2 separate regions of the Mus musculus genome follow, and region 1 is linked to region 2. A link is a contact called in public Hi-C data. All regions are on one chromosome and are shown on one strand. The core of a region is the stretch at or near the end of the contact, and the rest is flanking DNA. Distances in the headings are between cores, read along the strand shown. Region 1 overlaps Ier5 (immediate early response 5). Region 2 has its middle 22 kb from the start of Npl.

The links. A called contact is a pair of places that touch in the nucleus more often than the background predicts.
Region 1: a Hi-C map of adipose-derived mesenchymal stem cells shows a contact between it and region 2, with 2.8 times the contacts expected there. The contact joins two enhancer-like sites. A contact is called at or near these places in 1 of 484 Hi-C or Micro-C datasets (adipose-derived mesenchymal stem cells), 1 of 115 datasets of contacts at active chromatin or transcription factors (large pre-B cells) and 1 of 9 other capture datasets (embryonic stem cells).

What each region holds. Positions count from the first base shown.
Region 1 is chr1:155,092,342-155,098,173 of GRCm38.p6, forward strand. Ier5 (immediate early response 5) reads right to left here. Exons shown (of 1, transcript NM_010500.2): 1 at 4,026-5,832. Among named protein-coding and RNA genes, the nearest start is that of Ier5, 4.4 kb to the right of the region's middle. Within about 2 kb of position 1,355, at least 163 of the 459 cell types and tissues checked have an H3K27ac peak or open chromatin away from gene starts, as enhancers often do. A contact at or near this core is called in adipose-derived mesenchymal stem cells, where this site is marked.
Region 2 is chr1:153,569,290-153,574,903 of GRCm38.p6, forward strand. No RefSeq gene overlaps it. Among named protein-coding and RNA genes, the nearest start is that of Npl, 22 kb to the left of the region's middle. Within about 2 kb of position 3,567, at least 42 of the 459 cell types and tissues checked have an H3K27ac peak or open chromatin away from gene starts, as enhancers often do. A contact at or near this core is called in adipose-derived mesenchymal stem cells, where this site is marked.

The sequences.
Region 1 (5,832 bases), core at 105-2,604, 1.5 Mb after region 2:
TGGATTTCCCCATCCAAGTGGTTCTGAGATTCATTATCTGTGCTATAAAGCAGCACGTGCAGTCCCAGCAAAGGCTGGGGGAGGGGCTGAGGGAGGGCTGGGGGAGAGGCTGGGGGAGGGCTGGGGGAGAGGTTGGGGGAGACACTGGGGGGAGAGGCTGGGGGAGAGGCTGTCGAGTCCACGTGTGGGCTCCCTGGCTTTGCCTCTCCTTTCCAGCATCTGGCCACCAGCCAAGCTGGCTTTCAGCTGCTGCTCCTGTTTCCAGAGAGTAGACTCCCCTACCCACCCTTGCTATTATGCAGGGACTGAGGGATCCGGTGAGGCACAGAGAGAGGATGACAACTTGCAGCCAACACAGCTGTGGCTTGATCTCCAGTGTCTAGAGTTTGGGGAGACTTTACAAGTTTCATGGTCAGGAAATATTAATCTTCACTCTTCTTAGTAGGTTGTCATATTTCCTAATCGTGGGCTCTCCTTCCCTGAGCAGTCAGACTCTTTCTCAAACAGTAGGTGAGGACCATCACAGGAGAGCGCAATGTCTTAGAAAGACCAGATAGACAAAAGGAGGAGAGCCACCCATAGCACAGTTGCAACCATCTGTGCTGTGAAGGTCAAGACCCTACTGGCAGTTAGTAGCAACCAGGAGAAGCCCTGGTGGATGGTTATCTAGGATGCAAGAAGAGATTTAAATGAAGAGAAGCCTGAGGCATCTTCTACCTTAGTTTGGAGTCCAAGGAACACTGGTTTGCAGAGTACAAGAGAATGGTTTGGTTTGGTTTGCTCTTGCTTTTGCTTTCCCTGTTACCTCAGAACAAACAAGCTCCCCCACCCCCCCACCCCAACCCCCCAGCTGGTGCCTTGGTAAGGCAGGGGGCTGAGAGAGGTGTGTGGGGAGGGAAGAAGACTAAGCAGGTGGAACAGGACTTTCAGCATACTCCTGTGTACTCAAAAACCCTGAAAGAAGCCTAGCCTTAGAGGCTTGGAAGCCTGGCAGAGGTCCAGCTGATAGGAAGAAAGCAGAGCTGGAGCCAGGTTAAACTTGGTTAAAGGAGTCAGGAAGGGAAAAGGGATTCTTGCCTTCCTCCTCTAAGTTAGAGGTGTGGCTTATGACACAGGCCTTGGCAGCTAAGTCTCAAAACATAGAGAAAATGCTTAGTCTAGGCTTACCCACAAGCATCCCAGACAGAGCCTGCACCTTAGTCACCTGCTGGGGATGGCTCAGTGGTAGGTGCTAGTGAAGGCCACTTGTTCTTCCTTCAGCTTCCACAAGCCAGCCGACAGCCAGTACCGTTCACCGCTGTCTCTAAGTAGGCAGCCATCCAGTAGTGGAGATGGCTGTGGAGCTAAAGAGGGGGAGAGAGGCCCTTTCAGGAATGCAGTCCCTAGAGGCTTCCCCTTCTCTGCCTGTAGGATTCCAAAGGCCTGAGACAAACCCCAGGACGCAGTCCAGCAAAGATGACTTGGGTTCTATATCCCTCTGGGACAGAGAAATTGCTAGAGAGGCTTTTTTTATTTTTAAAAATGCCATTCCCACTGGGGGAGGGGGTGGCACACACGGGGAAACACAGGGTCGGGAAGGAGGCATTCCACGAGGCATGTATATTTTACACTACGCTTTCCTTACACTGTACTTTCTCTATTGTACCCTTAAGAAATGTTACTGAGAAAGTCCAAGGGCATGAGCTAAGATGGAAGAGATTCCTAGCGTCAACTCTACTTCTGCTGTTCTTCCTCCCAAACCTTTCCACAGGGTAGAACTTTTAATTTGAACAACAGTTCAAAGGCTGAGAGACGAAGTGCTCATTACTGGACAGAGTGCCAGGAATGCTGCGAAGCCAACCTCACTCCCCACTGCAGCACCGCACCTCACAGTGAAGGCTCCTTTCATAGTCGCGGAAGGTTGGATCAGCATTTCTTTTCATCTCATCTTCTTTTAGGAACTGCTGGGATAAAAGGGAGTCTAGGAGAATGAAAATTTCACAAACAGGACAAGAATAAAATATTTAGGGCAAAAGACCAGAAGTCCTTTGGATATTCAGTGAACTAACTCTACTAAAAAAATAAAATAAAATAATGACTATAAAGGAAAAAAAATCCTGTCAAACTCCATGCCACAGTGTGAGGCTTTAGACCATAGCACTCTGGCTCTGAGCCACATCGGCACACCAAGGAAGCTGGAGAGATCCAGGTTAACCCAAGGATGCCATGGGGGCAGATCTGTCATTAACTTCATTCCCAGTACTAACATCTTTTATTCTGAGTGTTCCACCAAAGAAGTTAAAAGACCCAATCCCCAAGTCCCCGATCCTAAAATCGAATCTATCATCAATTAAAGGCAGGGAAAGCAGTTAGAAGTCACAGAGAGAACCAAGGCATTGGAACAGCACTTCAAGTGTCCCATCATTAATGCCCTCCCACACCCCACCCCCAAAGGATGGTTTCTCAAAGTGGCATGGCTGGAAAGTGCTAAACTGAATTCTATCACCTTCACTCTCTGGTCATGGGATTGATTGGTTGATTGATTGATTGATTGATTGATTTAATGAGACTCTACTTTATGTAGCTCTGGTTGCCCTAAAACTTGCTAGGTATATCAATCAGACTGGCCTCAGACTCTCAGAGATCTGCCTGTCTCTGCCTCTTGAATACTGGGATTAAAAGCCAAAGATGTCTTTAAGCATCTAGCTTTTGCATCGCTGTCAGAAGTTTTCGGCTTGGGGGTCCGGCTCAGTGGTAGAATGACCATCTAACATGTTGGGGTGGGGGTGCTGAATTCAGTTTCTAATGCTAGAATGGTTAATTTAATGAAGAGAATGGAGACGCTCCCAATGTGGTCCTGCTCCGGAAAGGTTAGACACTGTCTTTAGTCATACTATATCTTACTCAGTTACAATAAGCCTACTTGTGCCTCAAGATGTCCAGACCTATTGACAAGCATGGCTTTAGAAACATTCTAGGCCAAGCACTTAGAGCCAAGCATGGCTCTATGGTGTTCTTTGTCTGTTTTCCTTTACTCGTCACTGAAAGCACTTGTGTGTGAACAAGAACTTTGTCCTTTTATGAGTTTTCACTCCTGTTTACTCTTCCCTGAATATAGAGCAGATACCATCCAAGAAAGCCACAGGGTTGGTGTGAGATAGACACGGCGACCAACTCTACTGGTAGAGCAGAGCTTCATGCCTGCAAGTGTGTCCAGAGAAACAGAGACTTAAAAACTCATATTTGCTGACAGGATTGTTTAAAAATAGAAACCTCCTTCTTCTTCCCTACAAATGCACACAATTCTTTTTGCCACAGCATCTGATTTACACACACACACCTCACTTCTATAGCAACAATAACAGTTGAGGTACTTGTTTGGGGCCTGAGAAAAGGTCTGTATGTAGGCAGGTTTGGCTTCAAACTGGGGAACCTCCTGCTTCACCTTCCGGAATGCTGGGGACTACCTGCAGGCGGTACCTTGCTGCCCTTAGGAAGTACTTTCTAAGACCATTAACTCAGTAATTTTCACAACTCGATGAGGTAAGTACAGCTATCCTAATTTTACACTTGAAAACAACCACAACAACGAAGAAGCAGAGTTGAAGCAACATGAAGTCCTCAGAGCAAAGAGTCAGGACTAAGGCAGGAAAATGCAGGCAAATCTGGCTTCAGAGCTCATGCTATTGTAACATTCAGTCCATGCTACACAAAGAAGTAAAACCTTTTTCCAATTTACTTCTCGAAATTAAGCAGACACATGGTCCCATGGTTCCTTTTGGCAGGCAACTGAGGATGCAGAGGGGCCTTAGTCACATCTAAAACAAACATACAGCTCTCTTCACACCAAATGTGACCCCCTTCAAATATAAAGCACACCGAGACAGGTCTTCAAGCATAACTGTGTTCTAGTAACTAACAGGAAATGGTTTCAGAATGAAGGCCCTGGACACCTTCAGTTTAAGATCCACTTAATGGATCTTTAGTAGTTATAATAGAGCTTAAGTAGCTAATTTCTGAAAGAAAACAAGACAATTGAGTAACAATCTGATTAAAGCATGTTTTATTCTATGTATTATTATTCTATGTATTATGTACATGATTATGGTGATGGAGTAGAAAAGTAACAGCTCCCTTGCTTAAAAAACCAGCCATATCTTACAGAAAGAGCAAAGCAATGGCCTAGTCAACTAATATAGTTCATATAATTAGAGCTTAAGCTATGGCCAAAGAGCATATTTCATATGCTCCTTTTGTCTAAAGGCTATATAGCCCTTTCCCTCTTTCCTCATTTCTGTTTCTTAAGCATTCTTCTTAGAAACTGGTGGCATCTTTTCAAGTACTAGCAATTATATTTAAAACTTAAGTGTCTAATTGGTTTGCTCCTAAGAGAGTACCTCTTAAGTACTGAACATTTTGCCTTAGACAAAACGGTCTCTTTAAATTGCCTTGGCTGTCATCTGTTTAGCATGACCAAAACCACTTATGTCATCATGTAGGTGACAAGAGCAAATCAGGAAGTTCTGCTACATGAGAATTAAATTTAGCCAACCTCCCTCGGTCTCCTTCCTTCTCTGGTTTGATACACATAATTTCACTTTCAGAGCTTTTTACTTTCTACAACTAAAGTCAAATGTCAACCTTGACATATATTGGGCCACAGTGATGGATCTAAACATTTAGACAAGTCGGTTTCATCGGTTTCTTCATGTTTGGTCCTAGTAAGACCTCTGAAGCTGCTATCTAACCCCCACCCACCCCAATTCAAATCTAAAAATTGATCTACCATCTATACATTACCAGACCTATTTTGGAAACAAAGTTTTGGTGGAAATATTTGATATTGGAAAGGCTGCAAAATTTGGCTTTTAATATTATTTAATATTAGAGATTCCCATCAGATCAAACTATAGAAAACCAAACTGGTCTGTCATGACTGAAGAGAAAATTGTAGTGGCAAGTCTCAAACTGACAGTCATTGATACCAGTATCCATGGATGGGGATGTTCGTGAAAACAAAAAACCAAAACCAAACCCTTAAACGTGTCTTTCTTGCTACTTATTCAAGTCAGCCAACACTGTCCCTCGCCTGTGAATGGCTGATATTAAGAACCACACCTTCCATTTCCCAGCCTGGTTGCCCCTCCCCGCCACCTTGTTGGAAACCCAGACAAGTGATTACATACATACAAACAGGCAGTGGAGTTGCTTCAAAATATTTAATACGTGTTAGACACGTAAAGTTACATTTTTATACAAAAATCAATACAGAGAAGGAGAAAATACTGTACAAAAACCTTATCAGCTCCCCCAACCTTTATACAACAAAGACTGGAGTCACCTTATCTACAAAGCCATAAGGTCCTTCCACTTAGAGCTCGTCTGTAAACTTTGTTTCATTAAACACTTTTTAAAAGCACTGTGTAGTAAGTTCTGAGCTAGAGCTTTTAAAAAATATATCTTTTCTCTATAAACTCCGTATTTCCAAGCTTGAACTCTTCTGTGAAGTTCAGCAAGCTTTTTTTCCCCTGTGGGGAATTGAAGGTCCCTTAATGTTCTGCTTTCCCAGAGTAATCACAGGGTAGAAGCGCTTCTTCTGTGCCAGAGAAAGGATGGGGAGGGAGAAAAATAATACAAGTCTCTACTCCAGACGAACTCCCTCTAGTCTGAGGAAATCCTGTGAGAAAACGCCACTCCGCGCCCCGGTGCGGTCGTAGCTTTCATGAGAGAGAGGTGTGTGTAAAGTCCCTCTCTCCCCCAAGATCGAACGGGGAACTCCCCTTCCTCGAGCCTTTCTGCAGCTTCCTTTTCTGTGCTGCTGGCAGAGGAAAGTCCCTGTCTGCACCCCCAAAG
Region 2 (5,614 bases), core at 2,317-4,816:
TCCTTTTTTTTTAATTTTTTATTTTTCTTTTCTTCAATTAGGTATTTTCTTCATTTACATTTCCAATGCTATCCCAAGTCCCCCATACCCTCCCCCACCCCCCTACCTACCCACTCCCACTTCTTGGCCCTGGTGTTCCCCTGTACTGAGGCATATAAAGTTTGCAAAACCAATGGGCCTCTCTTTCCACTGATGGCCGACTAGGCCATCTTCTGATATATATGCAGCTAGAGACACGAGCTCGGGGGGGCACTGGGTAGTTCATATTGTTGTTCCACCTATAGGGTTGCAGATCCCTTTAGCTCCTTGGGTACTTTCTCTAGCTCTTCCATTGGGGGCCCTGTGATCCAATCCAATAGCTGACTGTGAGCATCCACTTCTGTGTTTGCTAGGCTCCGGCATAGCCTCACAAGAGATAGCTATATCAGGGTCCTTTCAGCAAAATCTTGCTAGTATATGCAATGGTGTCAGCTTTTGGAGGCTGATTATGGGATGAATCCCCGGGTATGGCAGTCTCTAGATGGTCTATCCTTTCGTCTCAGCTCCAAACTTTGTCTCAGTAACTCCTTCCATGGGTGTTTTGTTCTCAATTCTAAGAAGGGGCAAAGTGTCCACATTTTGGTCTTCGTTCTTCTTGAGTTTCATGTGTTTTGCAAATTGTATCTTGTACCTTGGGTATTCTAAGTTTCTGGGCTAATATCCACTTATCAGTGAGTACATATTGTGTGAGTTCCTTTGTGATTGGGTTACCTCACTCAGGATGATGCCCTCCAGGTCCATCCATTTGCCTGGGAATTTCATAAATTCTTTCTTTTTAATAGCTGAGTAGTACTCCATTGTGTAAATGTACCACATTTTCTGTATCCATTCCTCTGTTGAAGGGCATCTGGGTTCTTTCCAGCTTCTGGCTATTATAAATAAGGCTGCTATGAACATAGTGGAGCATGTGTCCTTCTTACCAGTTGGAACATCTTCTGGATATATGCCCAGGAGAGGTATTGCTGGATCCTCCTGTAGTACTATGTCCAATTTTCTGAGGAACCGCCAGACTGATTTCCAGAGTGGTTATACAAGCTTGCAATCCCACCAACAATGGAGGAATGCTCCTCTTTCTCCACATCCTCGCCAGCATTTGCTGTCACTTGAATTTTTGATCTTAGCCATTCTGACTGGTGTGAGGTGGAATCTCAGGTTGTTTTGATTTGCATTTTGTCAGGTGATTTCTTACAGACATACAGTGCTTTGTGTTTCCATTGGCTTCTTTGCTCTAAGGAGGAGAAAGCAAGGTCACACACGGAGAGATGCAGGGGTGATGCTTGTGAGCTCTTGCCCCCTCCTACAGGAAGAATGCTTTCTTTCCCTGCCAGGAAGCATCTTACTTCATCAATCCTGCCTCCCTCTCACAAGGTCAAGTTCCTTGGCTTTTCCTGGACTTGTGGTTTTCAGTGTCTCTTTGTACTTTTTTTTTTCTTTTTTTAAAGATGAAGGCTCACTATATGGTCCAGTTTGAAATTTGCTAGCCTCCAGCCTTGGCTCCCTGAGTAGCTAAGATGACTGGCGTGTACCACCAGCCCAGTTCTGTGGCTCCTTGGGTCATATTTCCACAGAGGCCCCTTTCTTCTTGCAGATTGACTTGGTCTGATTGATTCTCCACACGTCTCTTCTGGGTCTTAGGACCTGTGATCAGACCCAGCCAGGATGGAGAGATGCAGTAGTTGACATCTGCTCAAGAAAAGTAAGTTAGGAAAACTTTATCTTGTAAGTGACATGTGTTAGTTCAAGACACTCTTGTTTTCCCAGGGTTGTTATTAACAGGGCTAAAAAGGACTCTCTCTGTCTCTCTCTCTCTCTGTTTTTGTGTATGTTTGTGTTCTAATGGGTATGTGCATGAATCTGATCTGTGTGTGTCATGTTTGTCTTCTCATGGGTGTGTGCTCATGTGTGTGCACACATGTGAAGGCCAGAGGATGATGTTGGGTGTCTTCCTCCATAATTCTCCACTTAGTTTTTCCAGACAGGTGCCTCACAGCAGATGGAGCTCCCATGTCAGCTACGCTCAGCCTGTGAGTCCGGGGAGTCTCTGTCTTCCCAGTGTTGGAATTACAGGCATGTCACTGAACTCAGCTTTTTATGTGGATGCTGGAGATCTGAACCCAGGTCTTCATGATTGTACAGAAATCACCTTACTAACTAATACCACTTCCTTAGCCCGCCCCTCCTTCACTCACTCCTTCTTTCTTTCCTTCCTTCCTTTTTTATTTTTATTTTTTGAAGATAAGATTTTATGTACCTTTGATCTGGCCTCAAATTTACTGTGTAGCAGAAGATGACCTTGAACTTCTGTTTCTACTTACAAAGTGCTGGAATGATAGGCACCATCATTCCTGGCTTCACATGGGATCGAACCTTGTAGATCGTGGTCAGGCATTATTACCAACTGACTTATATCCACATCTCCAAATAAGTCATGCTTTCTGATTTTAGTGATGCTGGTGCCGCTTCTGAGCTAGCTCAAAGCCTCACTGCGTCTCGCTTCCGAAGCTGAGACAGCCAGTAATCATCCCGCTCCTCCCTCAAGGAAGAGAAAACATTTCATGGGGAAACTTGAAAAGCTTGGGTAGTTTTTAAACTCATTCTGATGATAATCAAGTCTTTGTTGTATACTCGGCATATTGATGGATCGATTGATGCCCCGAGGACCAGGTAAGATGAGCGTCTTTGCTATCTCCTCACATAGCAACAACGCAGACACGCACTGCACACATGTAGAGAGATGCTGCAAGCATGCAGGGGGAGGGATGTGGTTCCAAGCAGAGGAGTTCAAGGACACAGAGGACAGTTCTATGGTGATTGCTACGTGTCAGGAACTGTCCCAATCTACATCGTCTCCCTATAACAATGCTTTTAATTTTCCCAAGACTCTGTAACATTGATAGAGCCATCATCACTATAGGCACCCACGTCATGGAGAACCTAAACAACAAGCCCAGCGTCACTCAGCCTGGGAAACATCTGAGCATCAGACCTAACCACTAACCTCTGCACTTTTTAAGTCTGACCTGCAGGGATTACGTAAGGCTGGGAGCAACGGAGAGCATTCCAGGCTGAGGCAACAAGGCAGGCAAAGGCTCTAAGATGTGAGGAAATCCATGCTGTGGTGTTTGAGTTTCAGTGGGAAGACAGTGTGAAGGCATTGGTCATACAAGCTATTTCCTCCCCATCCCAGAAGTTTTTGTTTTAAGTGAATATTTGGAAAGTGATGAATCAACTCAAGTTCTTATAACTGCAGTGTTTCCAAATGGCTACCATCCAACCAGTCTTCCTGCTGAATTGTTGGCTGAGGGCTACTTTAAATACATCCCCAGAAGAAAAACTATGAATCTTCTGATTAATCAGGATTCCTGGTATTCATTTAATTGAAAGTTCTTTGAGGTCAACGTTCTAGGATGGGTTTCCAAAGAAAGTAGTTTTTCCAGAAGATGGTTATTTGACACAACCACACAATGCATTCCTGATTTTAATTGAGGTTCTTGCCACTGTTATAGCTGGGCCACCCAATGATATAGTGCTTATGACTACATGGAAATGTATGCAAAGAATTTCAGTAGCAAAAGTGAACAATGGCAGAATTCAACCAAGAATACCACCTAATGGAGAAACATGTAGTAATTCTACATTTCTTGACTTCCTTTCTGTGTTTGAGGAACCAGAGGGTTATTAATTCACTCATGAGCATTTTCCAAGTGCTCATTGTAATAAAGGTGGTGGTGACACGATTCATATTTAACAGGGAGCTTACTGAATGGCAGGCACTGTGCTAAGCATCTTTGAATAGTCACAGTGGAATCCTTACCACAACTCTATACGATACACGAATGATGGAATCACCAGGCAAGAAAACAGAGGAGCAAAGAAACTACCCTAGCTCACAGACTCTGAGTTCCATCCTGGACAGTCTTCATTTAAGATCTGTGCTCCGGCTGCTGTGTCTGATCACTCCCTAAGAAGTCCTTAGGAGGCATAGGTAGGACTGCTAATGGCAAACAGCAGTGGAATCAGCATGAAGCAGGGGCAGAGCACCATTTCTCAGCCTTGTGCTACTGAAGCCTGTGGCAAGTGTAATGCTTGCAGAGAGGTCCCTTTGGCACCATGCCTGCCCCTTTTCCTTGCATACTGCCCCTGGAAGCATATGTCACCTCAGAGGTCATGTTGTTAGAGAAATGACATTGAATCAGCACTAAGTTATGGATGGGTTAATCCTTTGCACATTCTGAACACAAAGATGACATATGTGTGTGTGTGTATTTTTTTTCTATCCAAAAACTCAATTTTGGTTCTGGGTAGCTGTAAGTTTTGCCTCTGACCCTGTAAGCCGGATGATCCGAGTCAATCTCTAGGACCCACATAAAGCTGGAAGGAGAAACTCTGTCTCAAGGGGATAAAGCAGAGAGAAATGGAGGAAGATACTGGTATCCTTCCCTGGTCTCACACCCAACACACATGCGCATACACATAACCCCTGCAGAACACGCACATATTATGTATATAGTATATGTACATACCTATATCCCTCCCAAAACATGTGTATTAAGTACATACATACACACATATGTGCACGCATAAGACATTGGTTTGTGGGCAGAAGAGAAGGCTCAGCTCTTAAGAGCACTTGCTCTTGCATCGAACCTGGGTTAGGTTCCCAGTACCCATGTGGTGGCTTACAACCAGTAAGTTGTTCCTCCAGTTCCAGAGGATCTAACACCCTCTTCTGCCTGCTGGGGTATTGCATATAAGTGGTGCACAGACACAATGCAGAGAAAACAGCTACATATATAAAATAAAAATAAACAAAAAATTTAATATAAAAAGAAAATTTGTTTTTGTCTATTTTGGCTACTAGTGAGAGCAAAGCCAGTCTAGGTTACATGAGACCATGTCTCAATCCATTTATCCCTTCCTGGGGGCAGGGGTGGGGGGCGAGGGAGAAAAGAAGACCATTCCCTAACTTTCAGAACTTTCTAGAGGCTTTAGCAGTGACTCTAGTACAAAAGAATAAATAAATGGAGATATAATATTCAGCTGTTTATCAAAAGCTGTCCTTTCCAGAACACTCAGTTTCAGCTGCTGCTCTGTCCAGCCAGAGGCAGCTTTTCTCATCTCCCTTTTATTGGCTTACAAAAAAAAAGGGGGGGGGACTGGAGAGATGGTTCAGCAGTTAAGAGCACTGATTGCTCTTCCAGAGGTCCTGAGTTCAATTCCCAGAAACCATGTGTTGGCTCACAACCATCTGTAATGAGATCTGATGTCCTCTTCTGGATTGTCTGAAGATAGCAACAGTGTAGTAATGTACATGAAGTAAATAAAAAAAGTCCTTTTTAAAAATGGCCCAACTTTGGAGGACTGAGATAGAAGAAACCTTCATCTTGAAACCTTGGTTGGGGTTGAGGGTAGGGCAAGTTGCTCATGGACCAGGAGCATCCATGATATGCTACTGCATAAGCTTGTATATCTCAGCTCTTATATACATTTGGGGCTCTTTGTCTCCACTGTGTAATTTACAGAAAGCATGCTTAACATTTTCCTGTTGGCTGAGTGTATGTGTAAACTATCTGGA